Linked DNA regions of Solanum lycopersicum: region 1 is linked to region 2. Evidence: chromatin contacts called from public HiChIP or PLAC-seq data. All regions are on one chromosome and are shown on one strand. Each heading gives the region's core, a stretch centred on a gene start, on an enhancer-like site or on the middle of the called end of the contact. The rest is flanking DNA. Distances are from core to core; before and after follow the strand shown. Region 1 has its middle 12 kb from the start of LOC101254478. Region 2 holds the start of LOC101254785 (two-component response regulator-like PRR37).

Region 1 (5,368 bases), core at 768-3,267, 170 kb before region 2:
TTGTAGGAATTTGGGTTGTTTCTCTTTATTAGGAACAAAAGAGTCACCTTAATTAGCTTAATTTTTTTTATGTATGAATTCTTATGGATTTTTTGTACTCCACTCTGAAAACCAAAGTCCAAATCTAAGTAGTTTCTTCAAGTTTATTTAAGTTGTATCAGTATTAAGTTGTTTGGATTAGAAGTTAATTAATTATGATATAAATAATTTGTTGTGGCAGCAGAAATAAACTGAAATATGACCAAACCACATTAATTATTATTATCATCTTTTTCATACTTTGGCGTCCAAAACCCTTGGACCAAATGAAAAATCACGGACATTGAGCATTATGATATATTATTATACCATCTGAAGATAGTAATAATTTATCTCAGTATTAATTATTAATTTTGGGATAAGTTATTTTGCACATGCCCACCAAACAAATTAAGCGTCACTATAATTTTATCCCAAAACTATTTGGTATAGGCAATCCCTTAGAGTAATCTCATAAAAATAAAGGGGGAATGGGGTGTGGATCACAACAAGATAAAAAATTACATTTTCTAATTATATATAGGTTTTTATAGGAGTCTTTTTCTCCTCTTGCCTCTCTCCTCACACTGCACCCCCACCCCCCTCTCTCTCTGTCCAGCCCAAACAATTGCAGCCCCAAAAACATTCCACAAAAATATAACAATTGAATTTTGTGTTATGTATCAAATGCATTTGTATTTCATATCAATTGTATTTTGTACTCCCTTTTTTTCAATTTATTGATCCTTCAAATTCGATATTCAACTAAGTTTATCTTTGACCGTAGATACACTTTTCAAATATTTTCCAATTATTATGGCTTATAATACTTTTTTACTTAGTTTGTAAATACATAAATTTCATTTTTAAAAAATTGAAAATTTCATGCATAAATTGCGGGCCAATCTTAAATTGTTTGACATAAATTGGGACAAATTGAGTATTAAGTATCAACTGAATACAATCTTGTATCAATTGTATCATGATAATTGTATTCATCACTACAAATTGTGATTGTAAATACGATTGATACAATTATATTCGATCTATGATACAAATCATTGTATTCAGATAATTATATTTGTATTTTATATCAATTGTATTTATATTTTGTATCAATTGTATTTGTGATACAATAAATACAAATGTATTCATCCCTCCCTCGATTTCGCTCGCCTCTCTCCTCCTAATAGATAGCTAAGTGCATTAGTTTTTAATACAATTGTATTCACTTTGATACAAATCAAAAATATCATTTGTATTAGTGATACAACATGATATAACAACTACAACATGTAATCAACCCCACTCTCCTCTATATCTTAGATCTCACTCGCTTCTCTCCTCCCCTCCTAATCTCGTTTGCCTCTCTCCTCCCTCAACATGTAGCTATAATTCATAAGCTCAAACTGTAATCATTTATTCACAAGCCCAAACTATACTCATTTTTTGAAGTTTCTCCGATCACGTTTGACAAGGGAGTTCTTGGCCCATAAAACTTCACCTGTACAATCCAAAAGCCAAGAGAAATAATTGAGGAAAATAAGCCTCATTAAGCAAATAAATCAACTTGTTCTATCTTTTTATCCATAATGTTAGAAAGGCTTTATCACACAAACCCTGTTAAATATCTAAAATATTCTTATCGTAGCTACTTAACTTAAAGGACAGATAATAATAATTGTCATAACAATTTTATTTTGCGTGATTATCAAAAGAAATATATAATAACCAAGAGCTTATATATATACACGCAAATGCTGCAGACAAGTAAAATCTTAAAGTTAAACAGAGAGCTCAACTCTCCCTTTAATATATTAGTACTAAATTTTGCCTTTTTTCTATTTATTTTTTGGCTGAAAACAGATAAATTATATTCTCTATTAATATGCATCATTACGAGATAGCGACAAGATGCTGCAAGTACTACTCAAGGTAGGGGATTTTACTACATAGTACGTATTACAATTTTCGTGAATAGTACGCGGCGTTTTTAGTGGTCTTTACAAAAACAGTTTCTTCTTACCATTGGAACCATCCGTCATTTTCTTATTTTACTGGCATAATATATTAATGTGCTCTTTAATTTTGGTATGAATAAATAGATACTTAAATTTGTATAAATTGAACAAGTAGACACATGAGTCCTACGTGACACAATACACATAGGATAAAAAATTACATGTAGGATGCAATGTAGGACATGTGTGTCTATTTGTTCAGTTTTATATAAGCTTAACAATCTAATTGTGCACATCGAAAATTTAAGAATATAAAAGTGATTTGAACTCAAATTAAATGGTATATGTATGTATTACGGTATATTTTATCTATATAGGTTCATTATGTCTTTAATTTCTATGGAAGAGATTAAAAAATTATGAACTCTTCTTCCGACATTTTGTGGTGCTAGATTTTGTAGTATCCCCCCCTCCCCCCCCCCCCCCCCCCACAGATTTTGTGTTTATAACTTAAAGATTATTGAATGATGCGAGATACACTTCCATCAAGGCTCAAGGGAATTATTATTTAAGATAATGTAATAAAATGCACCTCAAATTATGATAATAGTTGTGAATTCCAATACTTTCCAACAATACTTTGCAAATAAACTTCGCGTTTTGAGTGATAATAAATAATAATAACATTGAATTTATAATTAATTTTTTTGCTTATATCCTTATATTAAAAATAATGAAAAAATAGGTACTTAAAAATAATATTAGCAATATTTCAACATATATTTGATTATATGTCATTATCACATAACTCAAGAATCTCTAATTAATGAATTACTCAAGAAATAATTAATTCATTTGTTCTTTAATCGAAATTAAAATAAAATAAATAAGAAAATAAAAATATATAAACATAGGCATTTCGTAATAAAAGAAAACATTTAAGTTGCATAAATTATTCAATTATGATATACCTCTTAGGAGAAAATTCAAAATGTTAACATATTTTTTTAAAAAAAAATTACGCTTGAACATGAAAACAATTATAACTTCTGAACTTGCATAATGAATTTCTTCGATTGATAAGTGAGAAATTTCACATTTATATAAAAATAGATAATATGTAAGCTCATACATAGTACTTTTAATTTATAGAATTTAATATAGAATATCAAAATATGAATTCTTGAAATCGAGTACAATAATTATTTTCTGCGCAATGAATATACGTACTATATGTGTGTATGTTCTATATAACCAAAGACAATAACTTTGCACAAACATAAACAACAGACTTTAAAGCACGTACTCAAATTTTTTTTATATCATAAGCCTAAATTAATGAGTGTAAAAAGATATACCAGGATATGTAAAAATAGAATGAAATTGAAAAGAATAAATCGAGTCTACAGGATGAATAATTTCCCCTTGAGAAAACTATTCTCATCAAATACTAGAGGTTTAAATAATTACTTCCTCTAAGGATGAAACGTTTTATTTACCAACTTATTGATACTAAAATAGTGGTGTCAGTAAGTCGATCAATAGGAGGAAAGTACACGAACATTTAATTTTGCGAAAGTAAAAGAAGTAGATCATAATTTTTGTTTTTTAAAATGAGAGGAAGTCCTCCATTTATAGACAACAAAGAGTAGTGTGAACAACTGTTTATTATGCGTTGTTAGAAAGGTTACAACTCTTTGGAAAAGTTTCAACCTTTCGGAAAGTTCACAACCTTTCATAAATTCAAAACATTTCATAAAGTTGTAACTCTTCATTCAAGTCACAACTCTTCATAAAAGTCAAAATTTTATAAAAGTCGCAACTCTTCATTAAAGTCACAACTATTGAAAAAAGTCACAACTATTCATTAAAGTCGCAAATTTTCATTAAAGTCACATCTTTTCATGAAAGAGAAAGACTAGTTTTGAAAATAAATGAATTTAAAAGGAAATTATTGTTTGTGATGACGCTACGAGGTGGGCCTAAGATTTTCTTTTATATAAATACATGATATGATTATTAGGAGTTACATAAAACAAATTAACTATTTATCGTCATATGTACTAGCAAAATATTATATAGTGTTTTTCAATCAAAATAATATTTAATGTGTTTGAATTGACTTTTTAAAAATAATTTAAAATTTAAAAGCTAAAAGACATAATTTGAGAATTTTCAAATTTTAACGTTTGGATTATTTTTATATATTTTTAACCTAATAGAAAGTAGAAACGAATATTAAAAGTCAAAATCACTTGAAATAAGACAATCTCAACAATATTGTAGTATTTGAATAGATGAAATATTTTTAAACACTTATTTTGAGTTGATATAACAAAATAACTTAAAATTATAAATTAAAAATCTTAATTTATGACTTTTGATTTATAGGTCATAAGTAATAAATATATCCAAACTAGCTCTTCGTTCTATAACTTTGCAAAATACGAAAATAAATAATATAAAAATGCCATGACATGGTAGACATTGAAATTTATTGGATTCTACAAGATATATTCAATTTCAGTTAGAGTTTTTGAAAACTATTCAATCTTAAATCATAATCTATGCTTAAATAAAGAGTATTTACTCAATTTACTTGAAGAGACATCCTAAATATCCCATAAATTTTTTGGATATTCATAATATCAAAATCTCAAATCTTTCATAAACCCTTGGATGTCATAAAATAAAAATATCAAATGTCACATAAACTCTTGGGTATTCCTAAAAATCAGAATATTGAATATCACATAAACTCTTTGGTATTCCTATAGATCAAAATTTGTATTCCTTAAACTCTTTTGGGTATTTGCCCTAACTTTATTATCATAAATGAGTTTTCTTTTTTCTAAAAGGAAAACATAATTTCTCTATATTTGGCTAGTCCTTTTCTTATAGGAAAATGTTTAGGATTTCTTATACGAAAAGGTTAAGGGTTCTAGAAATAGAGAATCGTTCTTTCTAACTTAATCAACATCCACAACATGATCCTACGAGTTTTGAGAATTCGTTTTTTTTTCTTTTTGGGAGGGGGGAGGGGAATTTATGGGACACGAGTAATGCGTTATCACTTGTGTGAACCTCCTCATATTCCGAATAAATTGGTTGATGTTTATTCTATATTTTGTACTCTCATATTTATATAGTGGATTGCTCATTTCTTTGTGGACATATATTTATATAGGGAAAAGGGTCAAATATGCCCCTAAACTATTTGAAAAGGTTTAGATATACCCTCCGTTTAAAGTTTGGTCCATTTATACCCTCGCCGTCCAACTTTTGGTCTACAATGCCCTTTTGGGCGTTAGTTGACCAACTCGGAATATCCAACTCATTTTACTTTTATTTAAATGCCAAATAGATTTTTCACGTCATTTTTATGTATC
Region 2 (5,066 bases), core at 649-3,148:
TCTTGAATGCAATAAGAATAGTTAGAGATGAGCTTTAAGTAGATTTAAATTTTAAGGAAAAAAAGAAAATAGTATAATAATATTTCACAAAATTATTTTAGATATATTTGTACTTTTAAAGAATTACTAATTTATGATATTAACAGGACCATATATTTATATAGGGTCTTGTGAAAATATATTATCTAATTATCTTATAGAAATTTGTGATTTTTTCCATTGGCCAAGTCGAACCCGAAAAAATATTATTTTAGAGAGATTATTACTTTACCGAGTATTAATTTATAGAGATTTTACGATAATACAAAAAATTTATTTTATATGGAACAAACTAAATGAATCATTAACTATAAATGAAGTACCAAAAATACTGCTAATAACTATTTTGGATCGTCAATTATTTCTTTATGGTAAAAAATTGATATTTGAAGCTTTTAAGTATGCTTTAGTGACGAGAGGATTAATGTTAAATACTAATACCATATCTTAATATTTTCTGATAACTAAAGGTAATAATTTGTAAGTAATACTTTAGTACCATTTAAAATGAAGAAAAAGACCCAAAAAAAGTCATTAAAAAATATGATCCCGACCTCAGAGGCATGGCATATCAGTAGCAAATCTGACATATCTATATATTATTGTAAATGTTTTTAAAATGTAATTGTGATGTGAACATATAATATCATTTTGTTAGATGAGACTCGAAAACAAATAAAATATCACAATATTTTTTTTGTATCTTTTTTCTATTAAATAAGAAAATCATTAGATAATTATTAAAAAAGAAGAAGAAGAAGAAGAGGAATCAGGTCTATGAGGATCGAGTTCGGAATTTTGTAAGTAGCACTAATTAGGACTCTAAAGGTATATGATGAAAATATTTTACAGTTTTTAATTATAGGTATGAAAAAAGTTTGATGAATGGGAAGAAAATCAATACTCTTAGATTTTATAGCATTCTCATTTTTTGCCCGAAAGAATGAAGAAAGACTATAAAGTGTTCTTTTAGTTGATCTTAGCTATATTTATATTCTTTTAATTTCGAATAAGTAAAAGTAGATATCTACGTTTTATAAATACAAATTATTCTAGTATATCTCACTTGAATTGTCATATAAAATATATATATCTATTTTTTCAACTTTATATAAATTTAAATGTCTACTTGTATACACCTAAACTTGAAGTTCAGTTTACTTAACATTTATTTTGTAAAATAAAATTCAAATTAAAAACCAATAATAAACTCATTTAAAAAAAAAGACAACTCCTCAAATTAGACGAGACATTAAGATTAGAGAGGATAAATCTCTCTCTTATTTTAAATGCAAAATTGGCATGATATAGAACATTAATATTACTTCCTCTGTCCTAATTTATGTTACATTTTTTTGTTATTTGAGAGTCAAATAATTTAATGCCAAATTGGCATGATATAGAACATTAATTTTATAAAATTTATATATTTGTAAATTACATAAAAAATATTATAAAACACAATAATTGACAATCCAAAAATAACTCGAAGATATAAAAAAATTACTATAAAAAATATAACATAGCTTAAAACTAAAGAAATAATTAATAACAAAGTTAAAATAAAAAACATGTGTTATCTATATTTTTCGTACATATATGTATGGGGTAAAATAGAAAGGCAAAAAGGTGCTCATGGTATGATGGCATGGGGATGCAATTTACAGCAGAAAACCTCTTAGATATTTATTTGGTGACTAGGACATATCCAATTGAAAACAAAGACAAAACAGTAATTTCGGACAAGCGAAACTGTAGGGTCCAGCAGCTCATTGACAACGACTTTATCGGCATCTACCAAATAATAATTGATTAGTTAATACATATTATATATATATATTTAGCCAAATATAAAGCTAATCAGAGAGGGTGCCACGTGTATCTTTATATCGGATCCGAGAAATCAAATAGATCCGCCCTAAACAATGCAGCGCCCGTATTTAGATTCACCTCCACGTCATCAGATCTTGTCCTACGTGTCATCTACGTGGCACCTCGCCTGGCCTCTTGCACCGTCACGTCACCCACGAAAAAACGTCAGTCAGTATTCTTAAAATTTCTTCTTCCTTTCTATCGCCGTTTCTCAACCAGTAAAAAACATACAAAACTCCAAAAATCCCACCCCTTTCATACCCATAAACACCAAACCCTAACCTTATAAGAATGGGATAAAATACCTGTACTAAATTTCCAATTTGTTCACGATTTCAAATTTTTGTTTTCAAATCATACTAGTCTGTTCTCTTTAAGGTAAGTAAAGGTTTTGTGATATGATTCATAATTCGGGAGGATTTCCCGAACTTATTTTCTGAAATATTGTGGATTTTTATTTGTTTTCTTTTTGTGTTTGGTGGGCTGAAGGCTTCGTTTCTGTCATCTTTTGCATGTAAGGATAGGTTTTTATATTTTTGTTTAAAAAAATAACAATGGAAAATTAATTGAAGTTTGGATTTGTATGTTGAGGTTTAGTGGATTTGTATGTTGAGGATTAGTGGATTTCTAAGATGATGAGATGTAGTATTTTACATGTAGTCGTGAAAAGTTCTTTTTGTTTTTAAGATCTTGATTGTTTGACTTGAATATAGTTGAGCTTTATGTTGCTTTCATTTCAGGTTGCCTAAAGCAGTTCAAATGTAATTCATTTCTTTCAAAATTTAATGAGATCTTAGTTACTTATTTTTTAAAATTGAAGTTTACAAAAATCGAAGCTTTTTGATCCTCGATTAGGCTCAAGTTCAAGCTGAAAGTTCTCTAAATCCATTAAATCTGCTCTTATTCTGATGGTGGGGTTTACAGTGGGGGTGTGGGTAAATGACAGAGCATAGGCGGATCTAGGATTTGCGTTTTATTGTGTTCAACATTAAGGTTCTTAGCAATGAACCTATTATATCTTCAAAATTATGGGTTTATAACTACTATTTGTTTCAATTTTATGGATTCTTACATATAAATCTGTGTGGAAATACTAGGTTTGAGGTAAACCCTGTGTAGGTATGACACAGCTGCCCCCGGATGAGAGGAGGTTGTTATTGAGTGCATACTGCATAAGGTCGAGCACTCTCGATCTAGGTTTTTGTTGGGGTTCCATTTTGTTGAAAGAGGGTGCTTTTTCATAGTTTAAGATGCGTGCAAATTTTTGTGTAAGAAAAGCACTTCGGTAGGATATTTGAGTACATAGCTTCCATGTATGTTTCATTATCACTTGCTTATAACTAATATGTTGACGTGCATGGATTTTGGTTTAGGCCTCGTTGAACAGCCGTTTCATTGAAAGGTTGGTACTTGAAGACAACGGTATGTGCAATTTTTCTTCTAAATTAGAGGTTTGTGCGCCAACTCAATCCGCTGCCTTATTCATTATTGGACTTTTTGAATCTGGTTGATGAGGAGCGTTCGGATGGACTCAATTGGTCCCCCAACTAAAAGGTTGGTGGAACTCAACCGTCATAGCATACAGGATGGTCAGAATGGTGTAAGGGATGGGATTACTGGTGATGGACAGGGGCTTTCAGAAGAAGATGAGTCAAGGATTAATGAGGATGTCGAAGGTGGGAATGAAACACAGAGGGATTTGTTACAAGTGCAGGCTGTTTTACAGACACAGCAGCAACAGCCCCCAGGGCCTTTGGTTAGGTGGGAGCGTTTTCTTCCTCTTAGATCCCTCAAGGTTCTGCTGGTAGAAAATGATGATTCAACTCGTCATGTTGTCAGTGCATTGCTGCGAAACTGCAGTTATGAAGGTTTGTTGTTATTTATTTGTTTCATCAATAATTTTGTGAGTAACTCAACACTGTGAGTTTTTCTTCCATCCAAGCGTTTGGTGTGTGTTCCATATACATGTCATTTATACACTTAAATATGCATATACAATTTCATATTAGCTTTCTACCTGAATTTAGGCAGTTTATTTTTTTCCTGTTAATGATTTTACATATTTTAGGCCATTCTCACGCTGAACTATGATGTTACAGCTGTTAATTTTGAGTTCAATGTTTTATTAAGTTGTTGGCTTTAAAGACATGTGAAGGTGTATATTTCTAAAAGATATACATTTACCAGTTTCAGGAAAAAGAAGAAAATATACATTAACTTTTTTGTCAAACATACAGTGAAACTAAAAATCATACTTCGTTTTCCTTGCCTGGTGCTTCTAGCTGGAGTATTTCCTGAATGGAGTTACTGGAAAATTTTACTACTTGCTCTAAAATTTACTTGACCTTACTATGAGGGCAAAAAGAATTCTGATATATCTAGTATTAAAATAAGAAACACAGCCAGATTGGATCCCAAATAATTTGATTCGTACTATAAGTAATCGACCAACAGGAAAAGTTTACTGTTTGTGCAACTTATCCCAGTCTGTATCCAGTCCCAGTCCTTATCCAGTTGTCTGCTCAATTTTAGAGAGGGTATTTTGACCGTATTCCCATAGAGAAATATGAAACAATCCAACTAATTAATCTTCATGCATTTAATTGTTCTAAAAAATTTGGATTCTTGTCTTATTAGACTTCCATATTGCCTTGTCAATCCAGCCAAAAATTTATCTCATGGATGCAGTAGGCATAACCTTGGTTTAACAAACAGTGTGGTGTTTAGGGGATCCTATTGTTATGATTGCAGACGAAACAGTACAAAGATCTTTTCTGTTCTTCCATTTCTCAACTCTCTCTTTGGTCCAACTCCATGCATCACATGGTATCTTAGCCTTTTGGATTTTTATGATCAAGTGGCAAGGTGATGTGAAATGTATTTTGAACTTTTGGGGATCTTGGGAAAGACGACCTAGAAGACCTTTCGTAATTTACAATACCTTTGTAACTTTATTTTATAATTTTTGATTTTTAGCCGAACCCCAACATCTGTATCCATACCGTGATCCGTACCTCCTAATCTCAAAATTTAGATTTGCTGAATCTGATCGTTGGATTGGCATCTGCATTGGATATCTGCACCCGAGTCCAAGCAACTTAAACAAGAAATATGTTAGCTCCAACAACAATAAGCCTTTAAGCATAGGTAGCTAA

Evidence for each region. HiChIP or PLAC-seq counts read pairs in DNA pulled down with a chosen protein or histone mark.
Region 1: a contact with region 2 is called in an RNA polymerase II HiChIP or PLAC-seq map of leaf, with 6 times the contacts expected there. The contact joins the enhancer-like site here to the promoter of LOC101254785 in region 2. A contact is called at or near these places in 5 of 8 Hi-C or Micro-C datasets (leaf and leaf mesophyll) and 1 of 1 datasets of contacts at active chromatin or transcription factors (leaf).

What each region holds. Positions count from the first base shown.
Region 1 is chr4:44,024,365-44,029,732 of SLM_r2.1, reverse strand. No RefSeq gene overlaps it. Among protein-coding and RNA genes, the nearest start is that of LOC101254478, 12 kb to the left of the region's middle. Within about 2 kb of position 2,017, at least 2 of the 2 cell types and tissues checked have open chromatin away from gene starts, as enhancers often do. A contact at or near this core is called in leaf, where this site is marked.
Region 2 is chr4:43,850,750-43,855,815 of SLM_r2.1, reverse strand. LOC101254785 (two-component response regulator-like PRR37) reads left to right here and starts at 1,898. Exons shown (of 9, transcript XM_069297134.1): 1 at 1,898-2,289; 2 at 3,285-3,779. The coding sequence starts at 3,422.